Regions from separate parts of the Mus musculus genome. Here all the other regions are linked to region 2. The links are chromatin contacts, called in public Hi-C, HiChIP or PLAC-seq and promoter capture Hi-C maps. All regions are on one chromosome and are shown on one strand. Each heading gives the region's core, a stretch centred on a gene start, on an enhancer-like site or on the middle of the called end of the contact. The rest is flanking DNA. Distances are from core to core; before and after follow the strand shown.

Region 1 (3,014 bases), core at 352-2,851, 380 kb after region 2:
ACAGCCAAGACTATACAGAGAAACCCTGTCTCAAAAAACAAAAAACAAACAAACAAAAAAAACCACCCCCCCCCAAAAGGCATTAAAAGAAGTAGTCACAGGTCCTGCTGCATCTCTTAGCATCTTTCTCCCCTGACCTAAGTGGGGCAGCAGGAATAGGAAACACCCCCTTCCTACTCCACAGTTAGTTTCAGAAAACTCTTTTGCAAGACCTACTAGGGCAGATCCAGCATCCTGACTGCGGCCACCATTTCACCTACAACTGCACATGCGAGACACTACCCACCCATCTCCTCTCCTTTTAAGCCAAGTATACGAGCTATTCTTCGAATTGTAAGGCAGACTTCTTTCTAGGTTTCCCTCTTTCCTCACAGGGGCAGAGAAATCTTCACTAGTGTGCCTCAAAGGGTGGGCACTACAGACGACCTGTTTGTTCAAAATGTTCATTCAAAGCTCAGACTTTCCATTTCATGCCAATAGGATGGAACCAGAATTTGAGGAGTTAAACCAGTCGTGCCCTTGGGGAGAGAAAAACTGTTGAGACACACACACATTTAAATTCAGTTTTTAAATGATGGTTAAAGTTCTCAGTTCTGGGTGGAAATGGGCTTAGCTATGCTGGATTTAGCCCTCTCTCCCGCTTCCTGGCTTAATGGCAGTGGGAAAGAAGAGAGGAGGCTAGAAAGCTTTAAAACGCTGGGGTGGAACCTGTGCCTTCTTCTAGACCCTCATCAATGTCCTGAGCAATCACCGGGCGCCACGGAAATCACCGTCCCTGGTCACAGTCTGTCCACTAGGAAGCAGGAGCGAGTGAGACGAAGTGCGAAGTGCCGGCCATCTGTGCGGAAGGGGCAAAGAGGCCCAGGGAGGAGGTGTGCTCTGCCTTCACCACCTAGCCGGGCATAGGGGAGCATTTGGGGGGCGGGGCATGGCCCCAAAGCCCAGGCTGTCTTTGAAACTCTGCAACAAATCCGAGTCCCGGCACAGTAAATCCAACCACTTGTCTCTCTCTCCATCTGGAATGCAGTCCCTCCCCGCCAGCCTCAATTTCCCCACCCGCGCCAGTGTATGCGTTTGGGAGGGCAAAGGTGGGAAGCCAGGCAACGAGATTCCCCCACGGGAAGGCTGCCCAGTTCCAGCCCCGGGCTGCTGGAAACCCTGAACCCAAACGGGAGGCCGGACGCCCCAGGCCAGGAAGCGGCCCCAGCCCGGATTTCCCTCCCGGGTGGGGCCGCCATGACTCACTCCCTCCCCCTTCCCTAGTTTCCTTGTTTGCATTTCTCCTCTTGGCCACGTGGCGGCGGGTGCAGCCATCACCGCCCCTAACCCGGCACCCGGGCAGCTGCAGGGGCAGATACCCTAAGGCACTTCCTACCCGCTGAGGCTTCGGGACAGGAGCTTGAACCCACTGACGTAGTCTCGGGTAGGGACTCCATCAGCTGTTGGTTCTGCCCCTTCCCCTATGCCCACCCCTACCGTAAAGCTCGTGCCTGCTCCCCGCCCCCTCGGCCTGTCCGGGGAGGGGAAGGGGCGGGCAGCGCAGGGGGTGTGACAGCTCCCGCCCGGACCAGTGCCAGCTGCAGCTTCGCTTGAACGCCCTGTGCCAGCTGGCTCTTACATCTGGGACGGAGGCGGAGGCTTGGAGTTCTTAGCCTTTGGGAAGGGGTGGGGGCTGCCCCACACCCCCAGCCCTCTATTCACCCAGGACAAACCCTATCTGCCTAGCCCTGCATCTTGCTGCTCCAGGCAACCTGTCTGACTAGGGGCTGGCCCTTCGCTGCATCTCGGGACTCACACTCATACCGCTCCAGGGATCCTGCAGCCTCTTGCTAGGGCGAGCACCGCGGTGTGAGCTGGAGAAGAAACATGAAGGTAAGGTGGGCCGGAGTCAGGGCCAAAGAAAGCTGCTGGAAAGGGCGGGAGAGGAAGCCGACACGTGGGGGAGTTTGGGTGGGAGAGAGTGGCGGGGAGGAGAATTTGAGGAAAAGCTGCTTCTGGGGATCTAGTGTGTGTACAAAGGTGGACATGCCTTCAGGACATGGGTAGTGAGGTGGGGCCGAATTCCAGCCAGAACTGAGAAGAGCCCCATCGTTGTGAGTTGAGTGGAGACCCCTAGGTGCGCCAAGCCAGCAGGACCCGGGGCAGGTCTTCCTGTCCCTCCCCCGGCTCCTGGCAGGGTTGCCGCACCTCCGCATGACCAGTCCAAGTCCAGAGGACGCTAAGCCAGGGGTGGTAGTGGGGAGGTCCAGCTCCTCCGGCCGATGGCTGTCCTCTTTCCTCCCCACATCACAGGTCAGCTGGCCAGGTGAGAACCACTGGCAGGTGGGCCCAGCTGTGGTGGAGAGTCCAGCTGTGGGGGCACCGCAGGTGGGAGGTCTCCCGGACGTGGTTCCGGAGGGCACGCTGCTCAATATGGTGTTGAAGAGAATGCACCGTCCCCGCTGCTGCTCTTACCAGCTAGTGTTCGAGCACCGGCGCCCCAGCTGCATCCAGGGACTCCGCTGGGTGAGTACCGGCCATCTGCCAGGCTGGGTCAGGGCTGGAAGAGTCGGGATTGTAGTGCTGGTGGGCCAGGCAGCTTTCTCCAGAGCAAATTCATCTGGGTGAAGAGAAGGCATTGAAGTTTGGTGGCAGTGTGTGTTTTGCTGGTCACACAATGAGCCTGTATGCCTGTATGCCCCGTGTGTATGGCATGCTGCGCTGCCCCATTCAGCCACCGGTGGGTGAGCAGGAAAGGGTTTTATCATTTATCCATCACTTCCATGTGCCAGGCATGGGCTTACATGTTTGAGTTCTTTCTGTGAGGCAGTGGGAGATGTGGGGCTAGGTCAAATGGGGGTGAAATTAGCTTGGTTACTGTTCCTGACACATCACCGTGGCAACGGTCTCCTTTTGTGAACAATTGAACTGGGCTGAATCTGTTTTTTGGCTCCTGGGGTGAGGTATTTGCGTGGATAAAGCTTGGCACCGGCCACGGGGGACTGAAGAGGTTTCAGGGTGGAGAAGGACTGCTG
Region 2 (3,313 bases), core at 76-2,575:
TTTACTTAAAATCAAATTTTCTAGAAATAGAAGGATATTTAAGTATTATTACAGCCAATGAAAGACCCACAATGTGAGGGCTCCCCCACGTTCTGACTCAGGAGAGGCGACACCCCAAAATCACCCACAAGAAACGGGTCTTGCTGCAAATTGCAAGAGGATTTTTATTCAAGAGCGCTCTCGGGCCCATGGTCATACACCACGCAGGGGTAGAGGACCGTGGCGCCCTGAGTAGCTGGGTAAGGGGGTATTTAAAGGAAGAAACCGAAACTTAAGGAAGTGGGGAGGGTGTTGTTGGAAGATACCAAAGATACCAGTTAAGAGTCACAAGGAAGTGTAAAGTTACAAGAGTCACAAGGAATACCTGGTAATTGTTAACTCTCAAGACAGCTTCTAAGAGCCTCTAACAATAGCACATTTGCATTGCAGGTTCTGGTAATGGCCAGGGTGACTTTCTTTGAATGAGCACTCTTTGAACCCAGGAAGCGGGTGGGTAGAGGAATGTTGCTCTCTTTTTTGATTAGCATACCTTTACAAAGGCCACATTCCCAAGCCTGGGCCTAAAGGCCTAGAATTCTGTTTTTACGTTGTTATACTTTCACCAACACTCAAGAAAGATAATACTCGGAGAAATTGAGCGAAATACATCAGTCTCAAAGCCAATGCCCGAACCCTGTACTCTTCCTTCTGTGTTGGGTCATTGAACTACAGCTGGCCCAGAACCTCCGAAGAGAGGTGACTGCCACCCTCCAGGTTACAGTACTTCATCTTGCTAGATCCTTAGACCCTCTGCTGTGTACAAGTGCAAACCTGCTTTTGTTATGTAGTGGGTAAATTCTGAGAGAGAGAGAGGGAGAGAGAGAGAGAGAGAGAGAGAGAGAGAGAGAGAGAGAGAGAGAGTTAGTTCAAATAAGCTGGGCTTCCTCAAATCAAGATTGAGAGGCAGTCACCAGCAGCTTGCTCTGTCAATTATGTGACGCTTGTACTCTGAAATGGATGATGCTAAGCAGAGAAGACGGTGGGGATGTGGTGCCAGGACTGTTTGCAGATATAGACTCTGGGAGGCAGACTAATGGGATGCCCTGGTCCACACAGACGCAGACTTATAAGAATAGGCTTAAAATTCGGGATTTTCCTCCACCATTGGACCAGGACACGAGGCCAGAGGCTAGGAGTGATCTAGCGATCGCGCCCACGTCCTATAAGCAGCGACAGGGGAATGCGTCCAGCTCCTTAGGAAAGTTTTAAGAACCCACCAACGTCCACAGTCTGCGCAGGCGCACTCGGCTCGCTCACACTGGCCTGCGCGCAGGCGCCCACGCACTCGGCCGGCTTGCGCTGTAAACCCCGGGGCTGATGCGAGCCGCTTCTGCTTCCGGGTCACGCCTTGACAGCGGCTTCCCGGACCGATCTGACCCGCGGTTCGGTGAGTGCGGCCGTGAGTGCGGGACGGTGTTGAAGCCAGCCCCCCTCCCCACCCCCAAGTCGGTGCTTCGCAGCCTGTGAACGCCCCTTAGCCGCCTGCCCGGCCTCTGTGCCTCCGGACCCGGCCACCGTTCCCGGCCTTTGCGGGTGGTGGGGGCGGGGGCTGGTCGGCGCCCCGGGGTGCAGGCTGAGACTCCCGGGACTCGCCCGGATTGCTGTGAGCGCCCGGGGGTCCCTGCCGCAAGGGACGCAGCAGCCCTGGCCTTTGCTGCCCTGGCCCCCGCCCCTCTCCGTCCGTCTGTCCGTCCAGACCCGGCAGCTGCGAACCTCCAGCTGTCCGCGTCCTGGGATTGGGAGCCTCCGGCCAGGCCAAGGGTCACCGCGGGGGCGAGGCCGACGCCGGCCCTGAGCAGGGTCTGTTGAGTGTATTTGTGCATTGCTTTAAAAAAAAAAAAAAAAAGTTTTCTGTACATTCCATAGGAGGGAGAAGAAAAAACAGGGCATGGAGCAAACGAGTCACAGCTGAGGGAAGGACCCACCGGGGTCAGATTGCAGGGTTGCTGGCCTCGGGGGCCACAGGGAAGTTGATTATCTTGATCTATCCTGACAGCAGATGCTGTCCTTGCGAAAGGCACACAGTTTCACCTGGAGCTTCAAGGTAGAGTTCTTAGCCTGGAAGCCAGGAACATCCATAAAATGAGTGCAGGGTTTAGTGCCATCTGCTTAATGTACCAGGAACTTACACAACCACATCAGGTCAAGCCTTCTGCTTTGTCCCCTCTGACCAACACCGTTGCTGAAACCCGGACTATACCTTTGCGCCCACCCCACCTCCCAACCCCATGCTTTTTTGTCCCCTTTGTTACAAAGTTTAAGAAAAAAAAAACAGGATTTGCCGAATTCTAAGCCATACCCACAGCCTCGCATACCTTTCAGACAGCTGTTAATGGCTACTGATTAGCAAAAAGAAACTAGAGTTTATACTACATTATCGAATGTATAAAGGGATAACCCATCGCAAATTTGCGCTTCTTAGTAGTTGCATGTGTAATTATATATATATATTCTACAGTAAAGCTTTTGCTTCTGAGTCACACCCTGACAGCAACTTACCTAACCCAGGGGTTTGGTGAGTCCGATCCTGGGTGCTTGATGCTGTGATGCCAATTCAAATATGGATTTAACAAATTTATATTGAGGACCAGCATGTGCCAGGCACTACTTAAAAACCTTCTCATAACCTTTACTCTTAGGGGTGGGGTTGATTTTTTTGTTTGTTTGTTTTTCGAGACAGGGTTTCTCTGTGTAGCCCTAGCTGTCCTGGAACTCACTTTGTAGACCAGGCTGGCCTCGAACTCAGAAATCTGCCTGCCTCTGCCTTCCAAGTGCTGGGGATTAAAGGCGTGTGCCACCACGCCCGGCATTCTTTCCAGTTTTTGATAGGTGCTTTTTTTTTTTTTATAAGGATGCACCACCTCAATAGCTGTTATTTAACACATCTTCCATAGTTAAAGCTTTTATTGTAGTTGAATCTAAATACGTTGAATTATTTTCTTTCACCGCTCATCCTAGAATTCTCTACCATAACGTAGTTTCAACACATTTGCACAGCCATATTTCTCAGGCATGTTGACTAGCCAGTTATTAAAATGTTTTTATTTTAAATCTGCTTATTACCCAGAATTGGAAGTATTTTTTTATTGGCTTGAAGTTTTAAAGATTTGTGTTGATTCCAGAGTGGTTCTATGCTTACTTTCCCCACTGCCCGGCTTTTTTTCTCCTTTGAATATTTGAAAATATTTTACGGGCTGGTGGGATGGCTCAGTGGGTAAGAGCACCCGACTGTTCTTCCAAAGGTCCAGAGTTCAAATCCCAGCAACCACATGGT
Region 3 (3,469 bases), core at 260-2,759, 490 kb before region 2:
CCCATGGAAAATTGGGTCCTGAAGGAGCCTGGTCCCAGAATCAACTGACTGACACATGCCTGCTCTGAGGCTCACCACTCCTCTTTCCTGGGCCGGAGATAAAAGGCTCGATTTAATCCTGTCAGGGGACCCTTTCAAGCCCTGTTAGTGGTCCTTTCCCATATCGAGTGGGATGTCTAAGGGGAGACTGGTGACTCCATGAGGCTCTGACACTGACCCCCCCCCCCAACTCTTGTCCCATCTTTCCAGGCAGTCTTTCTGCTCTCTGAGCTCCGGGAATCACTGTCTAATGAGCTGATTTGTCTCAGTGGGTCAGGAGATAAAAGCAAAGAGAAGAATTAAATATTTATTGGTTGCCTGGTTCTCGGAGCAAAGAGCTTCCTTCCCATCCCCATGCCCCTGAGCTCCCCTGGCCTCACCTCCAGGCCCTCCTCTGCAGGGGGCTAGACTGAACACAGTCTGATGGCCCACCCCTGTGGTTGGTGGCCTTTCCAAGAAGCTGAGCTAGAGGCAGTGGTGAGTGAGAGCAGTCAAGGCCATGCGCAGGGGGGGTGGGCAGAGAGGAAAAAGAGACCAAGTTCTAGAATTCCTGTCTGCAGAGGCTGGTACGCGAGTCGCTAATGTTCTTCCAGCTCCCTAATTTGTCATTTACTTGAGGCACAAGTCCGGAGTGTCTCCCCCGGAGCTCAGCTTTCCCTGTTGTGTTCAGACCCCATGAACCCAGGATACGGAACTCCAAATGTTCCATGTTCGCTCTAAAAACCTCGGTGTCGGGGCCTTCTGTCCTCCCCTCCTCAGCCTCCTATGTCCTGAGCTTTGGGGCCACCTGCTCGAGCCTTCCCCCTACAGCGTCCCTGTGCACACACCGGAGTACCTGGGATACCTGGCTATGAGAGACCATCTTCCCACTTTCCTAGAGAGCCCCCCGCCGGCTTACGCGCGCTGCCCCGCTCGCTGCCAAGGCGTTTTTCAAAGTGCAGAACTGGGGGAAGGGTTGAAGAGAGAGAGGTGTCATCCCAACTCCCCCACCCCCACCCCCCACCCTCCCCCGCGGGCACTCACCGCCTCCGAGTCCTCAAACCCGGGCACGTAGGAGTCGTCATACATGGGGGAGTCCGGGGTGGGTGGGGGGAGCGAGCGGCGCCGGGGGCGAGGACGGCGGGCCGCGCCCGAGATGCCACCGAGCCGCGCAGCCCTGCGGGCGGCGGCGGCGGAGAGCGCGAGCGCGAAGGAAGGAGCGAGCCGCGAAGACCAGCTGCTCGCAGCTCAGATCACCGCTCCCCTCCCCACCCCCCAGCCCAGCCGGTCCCACCCCGAGCGCGCCAGCGCGGCTGAGGAATCTGCCGCCGGCTCCCACAACAATAGTGCCCGCCCACCTGACCCCCTCCCGGGAAGACGCGGGCGGCGGGGGCGCGGCAGCCAGGGGGGACCCGCCGGGGCCGCGGAACCGGGCGCACGCGAGTCGGGAAGGTGGGTCCCCGGCACCTCCGGGGCCGGGGCGGCGGGGAAGAAGGGCGGAGAGGCTGCAGGCGGGGCGGATCCCGGCGGGGAGGAGGCGGGGCGAGGAGAGATGCAGAGACAGGGACTCTCGCAACCCAGGAACTGCTCCGCCGGGAAACAAAGGGCTGGCGCGGGGGAGGGGAAGGGGAGAGACGCCGCAACCAGACGCGAGCCCGGTGGAGAATCGAGAGGGTGCGGGCGGCGGGGAGGATGGCTGGAGAGAGAGGAGGACTGGAGGCAGGGAGAACGCGGAGACAGGAAAATGGAGATCTAAAGGAGGACGGACAGCAGATGGGGAAGAGGTCTCAGGTGATCCGGCAATGTCAGCTCTCTGCAAGTCCTGGAGACACCCAAAGCAAACCCCGCAGTGGTACTAGGGAGAAATGGTTTTGAGCTCCCAGACCCGTGCCATGAAAGCAGCTCCTGCCCCAACAGGTGCCCGGCCCTCTCCGTTCCGGGCTGCGGTAAAGGGCCGACCCTTAAGAAGGGGGAAGTTCGGGGACGGTGGCTAGGCCTCCCCACACCTGTTGCACGGGCAGATTTTATCCAAGTTAAGCCGGGATGGAGATTCTCTTCTTCACTTCCCTGCCAAGGATTGTGCCAGACATTGCCAAAGCATCCGCGGGAACTGGGGCAGAAAGGGGCTGTTTTAGGTGAGCTTAAAGGGTGGAGCAAAGGTGCGATCCTGACGCTGAGGTTGGGAAGGAAGAAGGGTAAAGCCTACCGCTTTGCAAAAGACCAGAATTACGTACGGTGTGCAGGATGCTGGTTCTAATCATCCAGCACCAGTCAGCGCCCTCCACCCCCACCCCGCCATTCGAGGAAAGAGTCGCAATCTCTGAAGAGATCTTCTAAAAGCTGTCATCATTTGAGCTCGCTCCCTTTTTACATCCCTCCCCCCCCCCCCCCGACCAAAATTTTCCTTTTGCATTTTAACCTCCTGCTTGGGCATCCCAAGAGGATGTGAGGCAGACACCAGCCGTGCTTGGTGTCTCGCTTTCTCAACTCAGCCCTTTGCCACTTCTAGCTCCTGAAACCCCGGAGGGTGTAAGTTCAGGACACTTGCCCACCCTTCCGGTTACAATTGGGAAGGGTTCAAGAGATCTATAGAAGGTTCTGTGCGGTAGAAAGGAGAGGAAGACCACCCACCCAAGCCAACTGGCTTCCCACCTATATCTTATCTTCCTGTTCCCTCGGTAAGAAAAAGATGGGGGGGGGGGCTCATCTAATGACACCCTAGTCTGTCTCCTGACTGAAGGACCGGCAGGCAACTTTATTGGAGCCCTTGTGTCTGAGGGCACCAGCTGCAACTGGGGGAGGCAGCTTCCACTGCTCCAACCCAGTGTGTTTGAGGGTTAGTTCGATATCTTCTGTGTCCCCAAGTACTGCCTTGTCCTGTACCATCCTTTTCCTTTGTCTCCTTAGTCCCCTCTCTCCTCCCAGAGGGTGGAGAAGTGTCAAAGAGTAAGACCCTTCTGGCTCTCTTCTCCTGGAAGAGGGTCCCGTCTGGAATCTCCTCCCCTGGCCTCTCTAATTTTGGGACTGTCCACCCACCCATGGGGATCCCTGGACTGTTAGGCAGCAGATTTGCTATCAGCCTCACGGGGACCTTGTTGTCCTCATCCCCAGCTGGGACAATGGTGTCTAAGTCGGCCTCTGAGAAATTCGTTGCCATGCCAACCACCTCCTCCTGGAGATGGGTTCCAGTTCCTCATACCTACAGGCATCCCCTGGGTCCTGCAGGCACTTGATCTCCCCTCTCTCCTCCTATACCTCTGAGCTGCCACAGAATGTCCACTTCCTTTCTCACTAGAGCCACACCTGCCTATGCCAGTTCTCCTGCTAATCCAGCTGTGGAAGCAAGATCAAAGAGGAAAGCCTTAAAAGACCAGGTGTGGAAGCGGAGAACCTCTAGAAAACTAACTGGGCAGCAAGTGGGGAAACTGAGGCAGGAACTGGGAGTTCTACT
Region 4 (3,158 bases), core at 53-2,552, 420 kb before region 2:
CCAGCACTCGGGCAAAACCCGACGCCCCTCTGAGCTCCAGGGATGACAAAAATAAGAAAGGAAAGAGAGAAAAAGACCCCTTTACCCGGGGCTGGAGAGATGGCTCAGCGGGTAGGGGCACTGACTACTCTTCCAGAGGTCCTGAGTTCAATTCTCAGCAACCACATGGTGTCTCACAACCATCTGTAATGGGATCCGATGCCCAATTCTGTTGTCTAAAGACCACTACAGAGTACTCATATACATAAATGAAGATAAATAAATCTTTAAAAAAAGGCCCCTTTACCCCCCCCCCCCAAACACTCAAACGAAGCTCAGTGGCGTTGATTTTATTCCTTCCAGATGATTGGCCGCAGTGAAACGGGAGGAAAGGCTGCTACAAAATAGGAGAGCGGTTTCCAAACGCGCCGGAGTTCTCCATGCCGGAGCTAAGAACCCAGGAACCTTTTAGTGGCTTTCGCGTTTCTGCACGGGGCAGGGCCACTCACTGTCTCGTCCTTTCTCGGTTTTCTGAGAGTCTCGCCTATTTCCCCTGCCACTTTTTCCGTAAGCCCGGTGTTACAAAGGGGCCTCCATCACGCACGTCCTCGGAAACTACCCAGCCAAGCGCAGCGAGCGTTAACTAGAGGCCCGCCGGTGAGGCCCCCTTACCGCAGTTCTCGCGCGGAAAGACGAGACCTTTAAAGAACGACGTCAGATAGTCCCGCCCACCTGGCGGTCACACGACCGGATCCTGCGTCCCGGCCGCCGGTCCGTTCTTAGCCGCGGACTGGCTGTGGATTCGTCTACGGGGTGTCGGAGGGGTCATTCCGGAAGTCGGCGCTGGAATCTTCGGCTTTCTGGGCGGAAGTGTGTCACAACCTCGGTGGTCGCCCCTTGGAGGAAGTTCGTCACGTCGCAGTAGTCTCGGCACGGCGGATGTGTGTCGCCGCTCCGGTGACGCTGGGAAGTGCTCGCAGCCCCCGCCGCTGCCTCTTGGTTGAAGCACTATGGAGGGAGAGAGGAAGAACAACAACAAGCGGTGGTATTTTACTCGCGAGCAGCTGGAGAACAGCCCGTCGCGTCGCTTTGGCGTGGACTCCGATAAAGAACTCTCTTACCGCCAGCAGGCGGCCAATCTCCTCCAGGACATGGGACAACGTCTGAACGTGTATCCTTTCGGCCTAGGCCATCGGCCTCGGAGTGCGTCCGGCCATGCTTCGACGTCCGGGCCGGCGACGCTGGTGGGGACAGAAGCGGGTGGGGTGGTGGCAGGAGCTGGGCGTCTAAGTTGGGAGAACCCACAATGGCGCTCGCTGGCCGAGCCACTGTTCGCGCGAGGGAAGTGAGGCGGAGTCAATTTCCCGCTCGCTCACCGGTGCCACCGGCCGGGCTGCCGACTCGTACCTCTCCTGTCTTTGTGTTTTCGCTGCTCCTTCCCAGCCCCCGTCCTCTGGATTCTGCCCTGTTTTAGTGGCTTTTGAGAGTCTTCTTTCTGCTGTGACCTAAGGCTCCGTTTAGGACGTTTCGCTATCGACTCTGCCTCCCCAAAGTGTATAAAAAGGGTTTCGGGAAATTCTGTACGCAAAGGACTTATGAAGGTGGTCTGGAATTGCTGCCCCAGTTTTGGTTCCAAGCCCGTTTCTCTCACTAGCTGGCTAACCTGTCAGATTCTCGTTTAAAACAAAATGTCCCAATGTCTGCCACCACGCTTGATATTCAAACGTTCTAGTAGCTGTTTCATGGAATTTAAGAGGAAAAAAAGATGTCAACTTAGGTTTGGGGGGAGGGGATATACAAGTTGGTATGCTTAAAGTAGTTTTCAGAATATTAAGTCCTTGCTTCTTTGGGCACTAGTGATAGTTTATTCATTAGGTTTCAAAATTTAGAGGTAATGTAGTTTAGTGATTTCCCCCCTCCCAGTTTTTCTTATGAAAATACAGTCTTGTGGCAAAACTAATAGTTTTAAAGTTCTTTCCGTTGTCCATATATATATATATTTTTTTTCTTTTTCTTTTTTTTATTTTACTTCCACTTATGTAGCATTTATTTAAGAGTGATGCTGAGGGCTAGGCCTGGTGTCCTGTGCCTTTGATCTGAGCTTTGGAGAAGTAGAAGCAGGCCAGAATTTCCATGTAAGACCCTGTCTCCAAGAAAGAAAAAAAAGTGCAGAGTTTAGGTCTCTAGTGTTTTTAAGTCTGAAGGTTGTATGTTGTATAGGTGTTCTCTTTATTGCCAGTTGTCTCCTATTGAAATCCAGTTTCCCAAGCATTTGGTCAGTGCACGATCAAACCTCTCTGAGTTTCTGTCTGTGTTTACGGCACCTTTTAAATGTGTGTTTAAGCTTGCCGCCATCATATTGTCACTTCTATGCAGACTGTTGCTGAGGTCTGTGGGAATAAGTACTCTTACGTTTTGGGGAGGTTGGAATGGTACCCGTACAAAGGAAGGCAGGGGTTTATTTTCAGTGGATGACTATCAAATGGTTTCAAAGGTTTTATACTTCAGAGGTCATGTAATATTTCCTGAAGGAATCAGAACTAAGCAGGGTGTGGTGGTGCGTACCTTGAATCCCATTGCTCAGGATGGGGAGGTGAGCAGATCTCTACTTCTGATGCCAGCCTGGTCTACACAGCACGTTTTAGGACAGTCAAGGATTCATAGAAAAACCCTGCCTTGAACACTGCCCACCCACCTCCTCACCTCCCCCACGCCCCCCCCCAAAAGAAAGTAGAACTGGAAAACTTAATTATTGAAGTTTAAGAAGGTGAGAGAGAGAAAAGTTCCAAGAGCCTAGTAAGGGAAGGCCTGGTAAATATCCTTAAAAAGTTATTTTTTGTGGGGCTAGAGAGATGGCTCAGCAGTTACAAGCACTTACTGTTTAGGCAGGGCCTATATGGCAGCCCACAGTCGTCTATAGCTGCAGTTGTAGGGTAATCTCATGCCCTCTTCTGACCTCTGTGGGCACCAGACATGCCCTTGGTGCACATACATAGAATCAGGCAAATGCTGATACACTTTAAAATTTTAAAGTTATTCTTGGCCTGACAGAATGGCCCAGCGGGTAAAGGCACTTCTCGTCAAGCCTGGTAGCCTGAATTCCATCCCTGGGACTCGGGTGGGAAGATAACCGACTCCTGCAAGTTGCCCTCTGACCACCATACTCATGCTATGGCCAA
Region 5 (3,097 bases), core at 316-2,815, 340 kb before region 2:
ATGGGACTTGCTCAGTGTGACAGAATTCCCGTTCTTGTCCCATACCCTCCCAGTCCTTCCGGGTAGAACACAGGAGACCCGCAGAGTCAGCATGCTTGCAGTGTTTCTGAGCATGCGTCTCTTTCCATTCAGGGGTTTCTGTTCATCCATCTTGGGTTTCACATCCTCCACACGAGTTTCAGTCATGCTGTGTTATACACTGGTTACACTGTGTAGAGGGGGATGGGGTTGAACAGAGAAGAGTGTCTCTGTCTCTGAAGATTTACAGATAATAACCAGTTGGAAGACTTCCAGTTTATAAGTCTTAGGTGGCTTGGTTAGGATGGAGACCTCGGGAGACGTCAAAAAAAAAAAATCAGGTTCATAAAATGAGCACAGGCAGGAAGGAGGGAAAGGATTATTGATGCCATGAGTGTAGTACTCCATGACAGAAAATTACAGGAATTATTTGAAACTAGTACCTGGCCCTGACTTGCTTAGGGGAGATACCTATTATAGCTTACCCAGGACCCTTTCCTGTCTGTGGCCAACCTTCGCTATCAAGGACCACTTACCCAAGAACAATGTTGCTATGAACAATGTTGCTATGAACAATGTTGCTATTAACAATGTTGCTATGGAATTAGCCTTGGATTGACACAATGTCTTAGTGACACCAAAAAGCATCTAGCTAGTTATGGCAGAGGCGATTGAGGGCAGGGCGCTTGGCAGTTTCTCTCTCTCTCTCTCTCTCTTTCTTTTTATTTTTCTTTTTTTGTTTTTTTGAGACAGGGTTTCTCTTTGTAGCTCTGGCTGTCCTGGAACTCACTCTGTAGACCAGGCTGGCCTCGAACTCAGAAATCTGCCTGCCTCTGCCACCCAAGTGCTGGGATTAAAGGCGTGCGCCACCACTGCCCGGCGCTTGGCAGTTTCTTATAGAACAGCTAGATATTTTTACACAAAACTTTTCACATTATCTATCTCCCTCCATAGGAAGTCTTGGGATCCAAGTAGTAGTTGAGTCTCATGCTAAATGCCACCATGTTCCATCCCTTTTCCCAAGGCTCTCAGTTATGAGTCTCCATATCAAGGGGCTTTCCTGGACTTTGTCCTATGGCTAGGTTGGACAGACAAATATCACCTTTGATCCTAGGATGTGATACATCCCCTTTCCACGTTCTGTATGTGTTTAGGGGTAAGCATGGAGTTGGCTGTAGCCAACTGTGTTTTCCAGTCACCTCCCTTGTATTGTCTCTGAAGCCTCCTTTGTTCCAAAAGTAGGTTAAGGAAATCCTGCTTCCTGGAAGCAGCCCTAAAAGAAATGAAGGTTTACCAGAGCCAAGTGAGAAGCTGGGTCATGTGTGGAATTATGTGGGAAGAAAACAATACTTGGTATTGACTGGATGCAGGAGATGGGGGGAGGGTGGCAGGATGGAGGGAGGCTGGCAGGCTCAGGGTTTCTATTTTGGCATAAGCATCTCTTCATCATTGTCTTCCTAGAGAGAAGGCCCGGTGCCAGGAGGCCAGAGGCCTTCTTCATACATAAAAGCAGATGAAGTGAGCGGTGTCTGCATTACAAGGTCCAGGAGCAGTCAAAATGATGCATTTCGTTCCTTTGTTCCTGGTGTGTATTTTGTCGTTGCCTGCCTTTCAAGCCACAGAGCTTACAAAATGCAAGGTGTCCCATGCCATTAAAGACATAGATGGCTATCAAGGCATCTCTTTGCTTGAATGTGAGTTCATACTACGTCCCTGCTTCCTTCCATTCCCACCTCTCCCTTCTCCTCCTTCTCTGTCTCCTCGTGGTGTGGTCTCGTACCTCTTCTTGTTCTGTCTTGACCTCTTGTATTCAATTACTTCTCCTGCCCTGCCTGTCTCCCATTGTCTGGCCTTTCTCATTTCACCAAGATAATCTGGACTTCACCACTTTTGGAGATTGGTTGGGAAGCCCCCCCCCCCCCCCCCCCGGGAAACCAGTGTTTCAATTATGGTACTCTGAGACATCTCTGAGAAAGTTCTTTCTTCTGTCTCCCTCAGGGGCCTGTGTTTTATTTCATACCAGTGGCTACGACACACAAGCTGTTGTCAACGACAACGGCAGCACAGAGTACGGACTCTTCCAGATCAGTGACAGATTTTGGTGTAAAAGTAGTGAGTTCCCCGAGTCGGAGAACATCTGTGGCATCTCCTGTGACAGTGAGTATCCTCTTTCACCACACTCTTCTGTATCTCTACAGCCTGCCTCCGAGTCCTCCCAGGCAGCCTCCTTGTTGGTACCCAGCATGTCTCAGGTGTGCTGGGTACCATATGACTTGAGATAGCAGTGCTTAGTAAGAACCTGGTCACTGGTCATGATCTCCACATGCCCAGAGAGTCCCCTAAGGTTCAGGGAAGGGTAGTTTGGGACACTTGTGAGTCTTGAAGTCTGATACGCTGTATTTTCAGGGCGTGATGAATCTGATGCTGTCTCGTGAGGTGTCCTAGGGAAGGGAATGGAGTTCCCATGGAGGGGAGGCATTATCAGACTGGCCGTTTCATATAGAAAGTCTCTAGGCCAAACCTTCAACTCAGAACCAGTTCCCCTGACTCTGGGGCCAGAGGAACCAGTCCACTGAGCTGTACTTCTTATTTGTCTTGTTCCTTCCTGCACTCTGTTATAACAGAGTTATTGGATGACGAGTTGGATGATGACATAGCGTGTGCCAAGAAGATCCTGGCTATCAAAGGAATCGACTACTGGTAAGTCGTCGTCTTTGCTCTCTTCTGACCTCCCTCTCCAGACCATTTAATTTTGGATGGAGTCTCCAAAACAAAACTCATCTAGAGTCCCAAAGGTCTACATTTAAAATGCTTCTTCGTGTCATTTTTGTGTGACAACTTCCCCGATATGAAGTTCCATGTTGGAAGACTGATGTCCAGGACTCTCTTCCCCTGGCCAGTTCTCATCCTTAAAGCCCTTGTGGTATTATTCCACATCTTTCCTAGATCTGAACTCTTATTGATTTTATTATTATTATTTTGGCTTGTTGAGAGAGGTTTTTGTGAGTGAGTGTTTGTGTGTGTATGTGTGTGTCTGTGGTATGTGTGTGTAGCCCTGGCTATCCTCGAACTCACTCCG
Region 6 (3,011 bases), core at 413-2,912, 440 kb after region 2:
GCCGGTGCTCTGAACTGGCGAGCCGCCTCTCTAGCCCTATTTCTATTTATTTTTGTTTATTTCAGACCGGGTATCATCACATGACTCCGGTTGGTGAGGAACTCACTATGTAGACCCTGAACTCGCAGAGATCCACCTGCTTCTGCCTCTGCAATGCTAAGATTAAAGGTGTACCCGAGCATCCACATTAAAAACATTTTTTTAAACCTAGTTTGTCTGCAATGGCACCTGCTGTGGGTGGTGGAGTACACAGAGTAGGATTTGCTACAGAAACAGTTACACTTTGTTAAAAGCTAGTTTATCTACAATATCATCAGAAAATAATGCTCTTTTATTTTTATAATGTGTAAGAGTGCTTGCCTGCATATATGTATGTATGTATGCACACCACATGCACGCCTGGTGCTAAGAGGCCAGAAGAGGGCGTCAGATCCTCTGGAATTGTAGTTACAGAACTGTTAACTACCACATGGGTGCTGGGAACTCAAGTTTTCTGCAACAGGGAACAGCATTCTTTCTTTTTCTTTTCTTTTTTTTTTAAAGATTTATTTATTTATTTATTTATTTATTTATTTATTTATTTATTTATTGTATGTGAGTACACTGTAGTTGTACAGATGGTTGTAAGCCTTCATGTGGTTGTTGGATATTGAATTTAGGACCTCTGGAAGAGCAGTCAGTGCTCTTACCCGTTGAGCCATCTTGACAGCCAGGGAACAGCATTCTTAACCATGGAGACTTCTCTTCAGTTTCTGATCTTTACTTTTAAATGAACTTAAAAGACAACCAGTCACACCATGAGGGAAAGAAAGATCCTAATGATATGACCTAGTGAGGAAAGACCAGGGGCGGTTTTTCATTGACAGGCAGGTAGATTAGTGTTTTGCAGCTGCACAGCTGTACCCAGTGCTTTGAAAATGACTGATGCTGAAGTTGTATCGAAGATTAATTATGTCAAACCTCTGGGATAAGATTCATAAATCAGCGTGTGTGGGATACACACCTGCACGGCTGCCTCCCTTGTGTGATTCGAAGGTTCAGTCAAACTTGTGAATGAATAACTGATCTTTGAGATGATATGTTTTCCATTCAGTTTGAAAAAAGTTGGTTTGTGGACTTAAAAAATTATACCCATTGCATTGTACAACAGAGTTATTACATAGGAAACAGCTTCACTCACAAAGGAAGCAGAAGCAAGCATTACAGGTTTCAGTCATTCTTTTAGATAAGCCAGGGTCTATCTAAAGATAGACACAAGCCCGAAATCTACAGATAATCTTAGAAAAGGAAAAAGATTAGTAGCAAAAAAGCACAAGGAAGACCAGCAGCCACATACAAGACTCAGAGAGAAAACAGCAGAGTTCCAGCATTGACAGTTCTTAGAAGTTACAGTAACTTTCTCCTAGGATTTTCAGAGGCTACAAACATCTCGTTAGTGGAAAGCAGGGCAGCTCTCAGAAACACAATCGAGGGGAGTAAAAGGCTTTATGCTTTGGAGGTCAATACGTCAAGATGGGTGCACTTTGGGGGATCCTCACGCTTAGTCTAGAAGAGGTTAGAACATCAGTCTACGTCCACCGCCAGCAAAGCAAGAGCAGCCGAGCGCGGGAGCCGAACCTTCTGCGCACGCTCGAGCGGCGCGCGGGGCCTTGTGGGAAGGCGCAGACCTCCGGCGGTGGTGTAGGACGCCGTGCGTCTCCCTGGAGCCGGTGAGGTTGGTGGCCGCCGTGGCGGGTGAGTAGGCTTTACCGTTCCCGCTGGCTGCAGGGGCGTGGGGTGGAAGAGCGGGGCTGGGCCCGGGCCGGGAGCAGCGGCGGGGCGCCGGGGCTGGTTCCCGAGTGCGCTCTCCGCGCGCTGCCCAGGGTTCGGCCTGAGCTGGCTCCGCGTCCGGGCTCGGGCGGTCTGCGGTGGCGGGACCTCCGGAGCCACGGTCCCGCGAGGGCGGCGGACCTGCGGGCTCCGTCAGGCCAGGGTATGCAGGCTTGGCTTGATACGGGACGTGAACGTGGTTCCCCAGGCTCTGGAAGTTTCTGGTTGCCTGCGGAACGAACCCCGTCCTGGCAGCATGGGCTGCCCTAGGACCCGGGGGTGGGTGGAAGGAGAGCTGCCGCCCTTACAGCATCTCATGGTCTGCTTGTTTGTTTAGAGACAGGGTTTCTCTGTAGCCCAGGCTGCCCTGCAATTCGCTGTGTAGTAGACCATGCTGGCCTCGAACCGCGGGCCTCTGCCTCCCTCCTGAGTGCTGGGATTGAAGACGTGCAGCGTTTAAGGGTCTCGTTTTGCAGGTGTACTGGTTTGTGTTCAGCAAAGCGTTATGCGGGATTTGTTTATGAATGAAATGCATGCGCATAACCAAAAGTGGACACTGCTTGACGCTTAAACTGCCTCGTTGAGGCTGAGTCAGAAGATCCGTTTTACACTTTTTGTTTGTTTGTTTTGTTTTGTTTTTCGAGACAATGTTTCTCTGTGTAGCCCTGGCTGTCCTGGAACTCACTCTGTAGACCAGGCTGGCCTTGAACTCAGAAATCCGCCTGCCTCTGCCTACCGAGAGCTGGGATTAAAGGCGTGCATCACCACTGTCGGGCCGAGCCGTTTTAAACAGCCTCTTTTTACTGGGGGTGGGGGGTGGGGGGGGGGAAAGCTCTTATAACCTCCCTCCAAGTATTCCTATCTTAAGGTACCTAGTCCAGTCACTTTACCCATTGTATCTATCTGCCTGTCTGTCTTCTGTCTCTCTTACAGTCTTCAGCATCTTTCACATGTTGGCAAATGCTATGTCCTAGCCCTTTAAAACTTACTCTTAAGGTGTGCTAAGGCGTCATGTTGAGTTTAATTTGTGAGGCCCCCTCTGCCTCCTGGATAGCTGGAACCAGAAGCAGTGGTCGACTGTGCACCGCTGTGAGCTTCATGTGCTTCCAATGGAGTTACATTAGGAAAGACAACGTTAACCCCTGTCCCATGTAACGTGATTCATTTAACTCATTTCTATCCGTAAAAATCCTGCGACTATT
Region 7 (3,395 bases), core at 104-2,603, 480 kb after region 2:
AACTGCGTCGAAAGAATTATGTTTTGACTGGATCCAGAGTTCTTGACTGACAGCCTTCCTTTTCAATGCTGGGGGGAAAAATGTCAGCGCCACCCTTTGCACCGCGGTGGCTAATGAGAAAAAGCTCTTGCTGGTCCCCTATGGGTGATCCTAGGAGCTTTCTTGCAATGCACACAATTGGTGTTTCTAGTTTGCTGGCGGCCTTTGTAGCTGTTTGGTATGTGAGAAAAACACTAAGCTCGGGGAATTCACACTGTATTCCTCATATCCCAAGGTCCCCGGACAGTCTGTCTGCTTTTGTTTGTTTGGTTTGTTTTTTTGGTTTTTTGTTGTTGTTGTTGTTTGTTTTGTTTTTTTGAGACAGGGTTTCTCTGAATAGGCCTGGCTGTGTAGACCAGGCTGGCCTTGAACTCAGAAATCTGCCTGCCTCTGCCTCCCAAGTGCTGGGATTAAAGGCGTGTGCCACCACTGCCCAGCTACAGTCTTTCTTCTTTTCTCTACTTTACTAGCAGCTTTTTTCCTCCCACTCATCCTTGTCCCCCTCTTCTTCCTCTTCTTCCTCCTGCTCCTCCTCCTTCTTTTGAGACAGGGTCTCATTATGTAGCCGAGGCTATTCTGGAACTCCTTCTGTAGACCAGGTTGGCCTCCAACTAAGTGATCTGCCTGCCTCTGCCTCCCGAGTACTGGAACTAAAGGTGTAAGCCATTGCACCAGGCGTTTAGAATTGTCTTTTAGAATGATCTGTACACGACGTCCTTTCAGTTGTAATTAGCAGTGGAAATATGCAAAACTGCACTGGCTTTTAATCATTTTAAAAATATCTTCTGTACTTAATTCTTAATCTCACCCGGAAATTTCTGGTGTGAGATTAAGACCTCCTTGCCCAACATCCCTGTGCCCACAAGGGGGCAGCAAGGGGCAGAAGCTTCTGGGTGAGATTTAGTGCATGGTAATCTATCTTTAACAGATTATTGTTTGGGTCCCTTCTACACGATTCTGTGGAGTCTCGAAGGCTGGCTCTGGGAAATGTTACAGTTTGAATGTGAAACATCTCCTGCAAGCTCGTGTTTCGGGACATTTGGTCTCCATCTGGTGGCGCTGTTTCGGGAGGCTGTGTAATCTGGACGCTGCACCTAGCTGACAGGCGAAAGGTCTTGAGGGTTATCAGCCAGCTGTTCCTGGCTGACGCCATGGAGCACGCATCTGCCCGAGGCTCCCGCTGCCAGGCTGTGAACGCTGCCACAGTGGGCAGTGTCCTCGCGAGAGAAATCCTTCCTTCTCTAAATTGCTTCTGCCGGGTAGCATCACAGCAACTAGGAAGGCGAAAATACAGAAAGACGGAGCCCTTGAGAGCTGCCTTGCTCCTTCTGTACCACAAGGGGGCAGTAAGAAGGCACCATGTGAGGAAACAGGCTCTCACCAGACACTGAATCTTCCAGGACTTCCCCACCTGTGGTTTTCAGCCTGAATGGGTAGAGATCTAGAGATAGTCATCCCCGTCCTTGGTGCAATAGCCCCCAGGCCACCCCTCTCCCAAGTCCTCATAGTTCCCTCTCTGAAGCTCACTTAGTTCCCAGCCCTTTGCTGTACCAACGAGGTAAAGTCTACAGTCAACATCTCCCTAGTCTGCTATTTGTTCTCTTTGCTTCTAGTCCCTATAAGCCGTTCTCTATCGCAAAGGTAAAAGTAAAAATGTTTATTATTAATGTATACGTGAGAGAGAGAGAGAGAGAGAGAGAGAGAGAGAGAGAGAGAGAGAGAGAATGACAGGTGTGGTTATAGGATAACTCCATGGAGTTGGTGCCCCACATCTAGGGACAGAAAGAACTCAGTTTATCTTCATGGCAAGCATCTTTTTACCCACGTCAGCCACCAAACTTCTAAAAGCACAAGTCAGTTCTTGCCACTGCTGGATTAAGAGTTGGAAAGTTAGGTGCGTGTGGTGGCACAGGGCCTTTTTAGTCCCAGCACTCAGGAGGCAGAGGCAGGCAGATCTCTGAGTGCGAGGCTAGCCTGGTCTAGAGGGAGTTCCAGAACAGCCAGGATTACACAGAGAAACCCTTTCAAAAAATACATAGCAAAAAAGAGAAAATAAAAGAATCTGTAAGTGGTATGTCATTGCACTTTTAATAAAATATAACATCTTTTTAAAAAATTTTAAATATTAATTAAAATTTTTGTATATGAGAGTTTTGCCTCTATGTATGTATGTATGTATGTGTATGTATATATGCATGTATGCATGTGTGTATGTGTGTATGTGTGTATGTATGTGTGTATGTATGTATGTGTGTATGCATGTATATATGTGTGTATGCATGCATGTATGTATGTGCGTATGCATGTATATGTATGTGTGTATGTGTGTATATGTATGTGTGTATGCATGCATGTGTGTGTATGTATGTGTGTATGCGTGTATATGTATGTGTGTATGCATGCATGCATGTGTGTGTATGTATGTGTGTATGCGTGTATATGTATGTGTGTATGCATGTATGTATGCATGTGTGTATGCATGTATGTATATATGTGTGTATGCGTGTATATGTATGTGTGTATGCATGTATGTATGTGTGTATGCATGTATGTATATATGTGTGTGTGCGTGTATATGTATGTGTGTATGCATGCATGCATGTGTGTGTATGTATGTGTGTATGCGTGTATATGTATGTGTGTATGCATGTATGTATGCATGTGTGTATGCATGTATGTATATATGTGTGTATGCGTGTATATGTATGTGTGTATGCATGTATGTATGCATGTGTGTATGTATGTATGTATATATGTGTGTATGCGTGTATATGTATGTGTGTATGTATGCATGTATGTGTGCATGCATGCATGCATGTATGTATGTGTATGCATGCATGTATGTGTGTGTATGTATGTGTGTATGTATGTGTGTATGTATGTCTGTGCACCATGTGGCCAGAAGAGGATATGTGCTCCCCTAGAACTGGAGTTATGAATGATCATGAGTCATTCAGTGGGTGCTGGAAACCCAACTTGGGTTTCTCTGCAAGGGTAGTGAGTACTCTTAACTATGCCAGTCCCGAAATAGGCTTCCTATTCACAGTCTACTAAGCCCCTACGTGATCTACCTGCTGTCTGTTTCAGCCACTAATGCTTATCGATTCTTCCCGTGGTCACTGCGTTCCCAGCACCCCTTGCTCCTTTTCCTCTCTGTTAGTGCTGTCTTATGCTGTCTCAGGGCCTTTGCACCCACCTGCTCGGTCTCACCTCCTCTAAGAGAGCCGCTAACTTCTTCTCTTACTCATGAAACTTTTCTTAAACACTGTTTAATTTTATTCGAGCTCTCTGATATCTTCTGGCACTGTACTGGCTGGTTCTGTGTGTCAACTTGACATAGGCTGGAGTTATCACGG

What was found. Promoter capture Hi-C pulls out the DNA fragments that hold promoters and counts their contacts. Hi-C and Micro-C count contacts between places; a contact is called where the count stands out from the background. HiChIP or PLAC-seq counts read pairs in DNA pulled down with a chosen protein or histone mark. Capture Hi-C pulls out chosen DNA fragments and counts their contacts.
Region 1: a contact with region 2 is called in an H3K4me3 HiChIP or PLAC-seq map of embryonic stem cells, with 8 read pairs. The contact joins the promoter of Rapgef3 here to the promoter of Asb8 in region 2. A contact is called at or near these places in 3 of 39 promoter capture datasets (the 3T3-L1 cell line and embryonic stem cells), 3 of 115 datasets of contacts at active chromatin or transcription factors (bone marrow-derived macrophages, embryonic stem cells and pancreatic cancer cells) and 1 of 9 other capture datasets (embryonic stem cells).
Region 3: a contact with region 2 is called in an H3K4me3 HiChIP or PLAC-seq map of bone marrow-derived macrophages, with 2.8 times the contacts expected there. The contact joins the promoter of Cacnb3 here to the promoter of Asb8 in region 2. A contact is called at or near these places in 3 of 115 datasets of contacts at active chromatin or transcription factors (bone marrow-derived macrophages, embryonic limb bud and pancreatic cancer cells).
Region 4: a promoter capture Hi-C map of pre-B cells shows a contact between it and region 2, with 2.6 times the contacts expected there. The contact joins the promoter of 9330020H09Rik here to the promoter of Asb8 in region 2. A contact is called at or near these places in 5 of 39 promoter capture datasets (the C10 cell line, cranial neural crest, maxillary cranial neural crest and 1 more), 2 of 484 Hi-C or Micro-C datasets (Sertoli cells and neutrophils), 4 of 115 datasets of contacts at active chromatin or transcription factors (astrocytes, embryonic stem cells and extraembryonic endoderm stem cells) and 1 of 9 other capture datasets (adipose tissue).
Region 5: a contact with region 2 is called in a promoter capture Hi-C map of pancreatic islet. The contact joins the promoter of Lalba here to the promoter of Asb8 in region 2. A contact is called at or near these places in 9 of 39 promoter capture datasets (the C10 cell line, the HPC-7 cell line, cranial neural crest and 4 more), 1 of 15 datasets of contacts at CTCF or cohesin (pro-B cells), 1 of 484 Hi-C or Micro-C datasets (pre-B cells), 6 of 115 datasets of contacts at active chromatin or transcription factors (T-cell acute lymphoblastic leukemia, bone marrow-derived macrophages, embryonic limb bud and 3 more) and 4 of 9 other capture datasets (adipose tissue, embryonic stem cells, liver and 1 more).
Region 6: a contact with region 2 is called in a Hi-C map of the G1E-ER4 cell line, with 3 times the contacts expected there. The contact joins the promoter of Rpap3 here to the promoter of Asb8 in region 2. A contact is called at or near these places in 1 of 15 datasets of contacts at CTCF or cohesin (embryonic stem cells), 3 of 484 Hi-C or Micro-C datasets (B cells, the G1E-ER4 cell line and double positive thymocytes), 1 of 115 datasets of contacts at active chromatin or transcription factors (embryonic hindbrain) and 1 of 9 other capture datasets (embryonic stem cells).
Region 7: an H3K27ac HiChIP or PLAC-seq map of large pre-B cells shows a contact between it and region 2, with 2.2 times the contacts expected there. The contact joins the enhancer-like site here to the promoter of Asb8 in region 2. A contact is called at or near these places in 1 of 484 Hi-C or Micro-C datasets (B cells) and 2 of 115 datasets of contacts at active chromatin or transcription factors (embryonic stem cells and large pre-B cells).

What each region holds. Positions count from the first base shown.
Region 1 is chr15:97,766,253-97,769,266 of GRCm38.p6, reverse strand. Rapgef3 (Rap guanine nucleotide exchange factor (GEF) 3) reads left to right here and starts at 1,601. Exons shown (of 28, transcript NM_001177810.1): 1 at 1,601-1,872; 2 at 2,293-2,505. The coding sequence starts at 1,867. It overlaps Rapgef3os2 (a long non-coding RNA gene), which reads right to left. Exons shown (of 3, transcript XR_384421.2): 2 at 1,376-2,599; 3 at 430-892.
Region 2 is chr15:98,143,714-98,147,026 of GRCm38.p6, reverse strand. Asb8 (ankyrin repeat and SOCS box-containing 8) reads left to right here and starts at 1,325. Exons shown (of 4, transcript NM_001170710.1): 1 at 1,325-1,426.
Region 3 is chr15:98,632,807-98,636,275 of GRCm38.p6, reverse strand. Cacnb3 (calcium channel, voltage-dependent, beta 3 subunit) reads right to left here and starts at 1,509. Exons shown (of 13, transcript NM_007581.3): 1 at 1,063-1,509. The coding sequence starts at 1,107.
Region 4 is chr15:98,565,468-98,568,625 of GRCm38.p6, reverse strand. 9330020H09Rik (RIKEN cDNA 9330020H09 gene) reads right to left here and starts at 1,302. Exons shown (of 2, transcript NR_028442.1): 1 at 1,101-1,302; 2 at 1-987. Ccnt1 (cyclin T1) reads left to right here and starts at 890. Exons shown (of 9, transcript NM_009833.2): 1 at 890-1,150. The coding sequence starts at 990.
Region 5 is chr15:98,481,151-98,484,247 of GRCm38.p6, reverse strand. It overlaps Lalba (lactalbumin, alpha), which reads left to right and starts at 1,565. Exons shown (of 4, transcript NM_010679.1): 1 at 1,565-1,712; 2 at 2,017-2,175; 3 at 2,643-2,718. The coding sequence starts at 1,577.
Region 6 is chr15:97,704,473-97,707,483 of GRCm38.p6, reverse strand. It overlaps Rpap3 (RNA polymerase II associated protein 3), which reads left to right and starts at 1,662. Exons shown (of 17, transcript NM_028003.2): 1 at 1,662-1,734.
Region 7 is chr15:97,661,834-97,665,228 of GRCm38.p6, reverse strand. No RefSeq gene overlaps it. Among named protein-coding and RNA genes, the nearest start is that of Rpap3, 42 kb to the left of the region's middle. Within about 2 kb of position 1,353, at least 173 of the 459 cell types and tissues checked have an H3K27ac peak or open chromatin away from gene starts, as enhancers often do. A contact at or near this core is called in B cells, where this site is marked.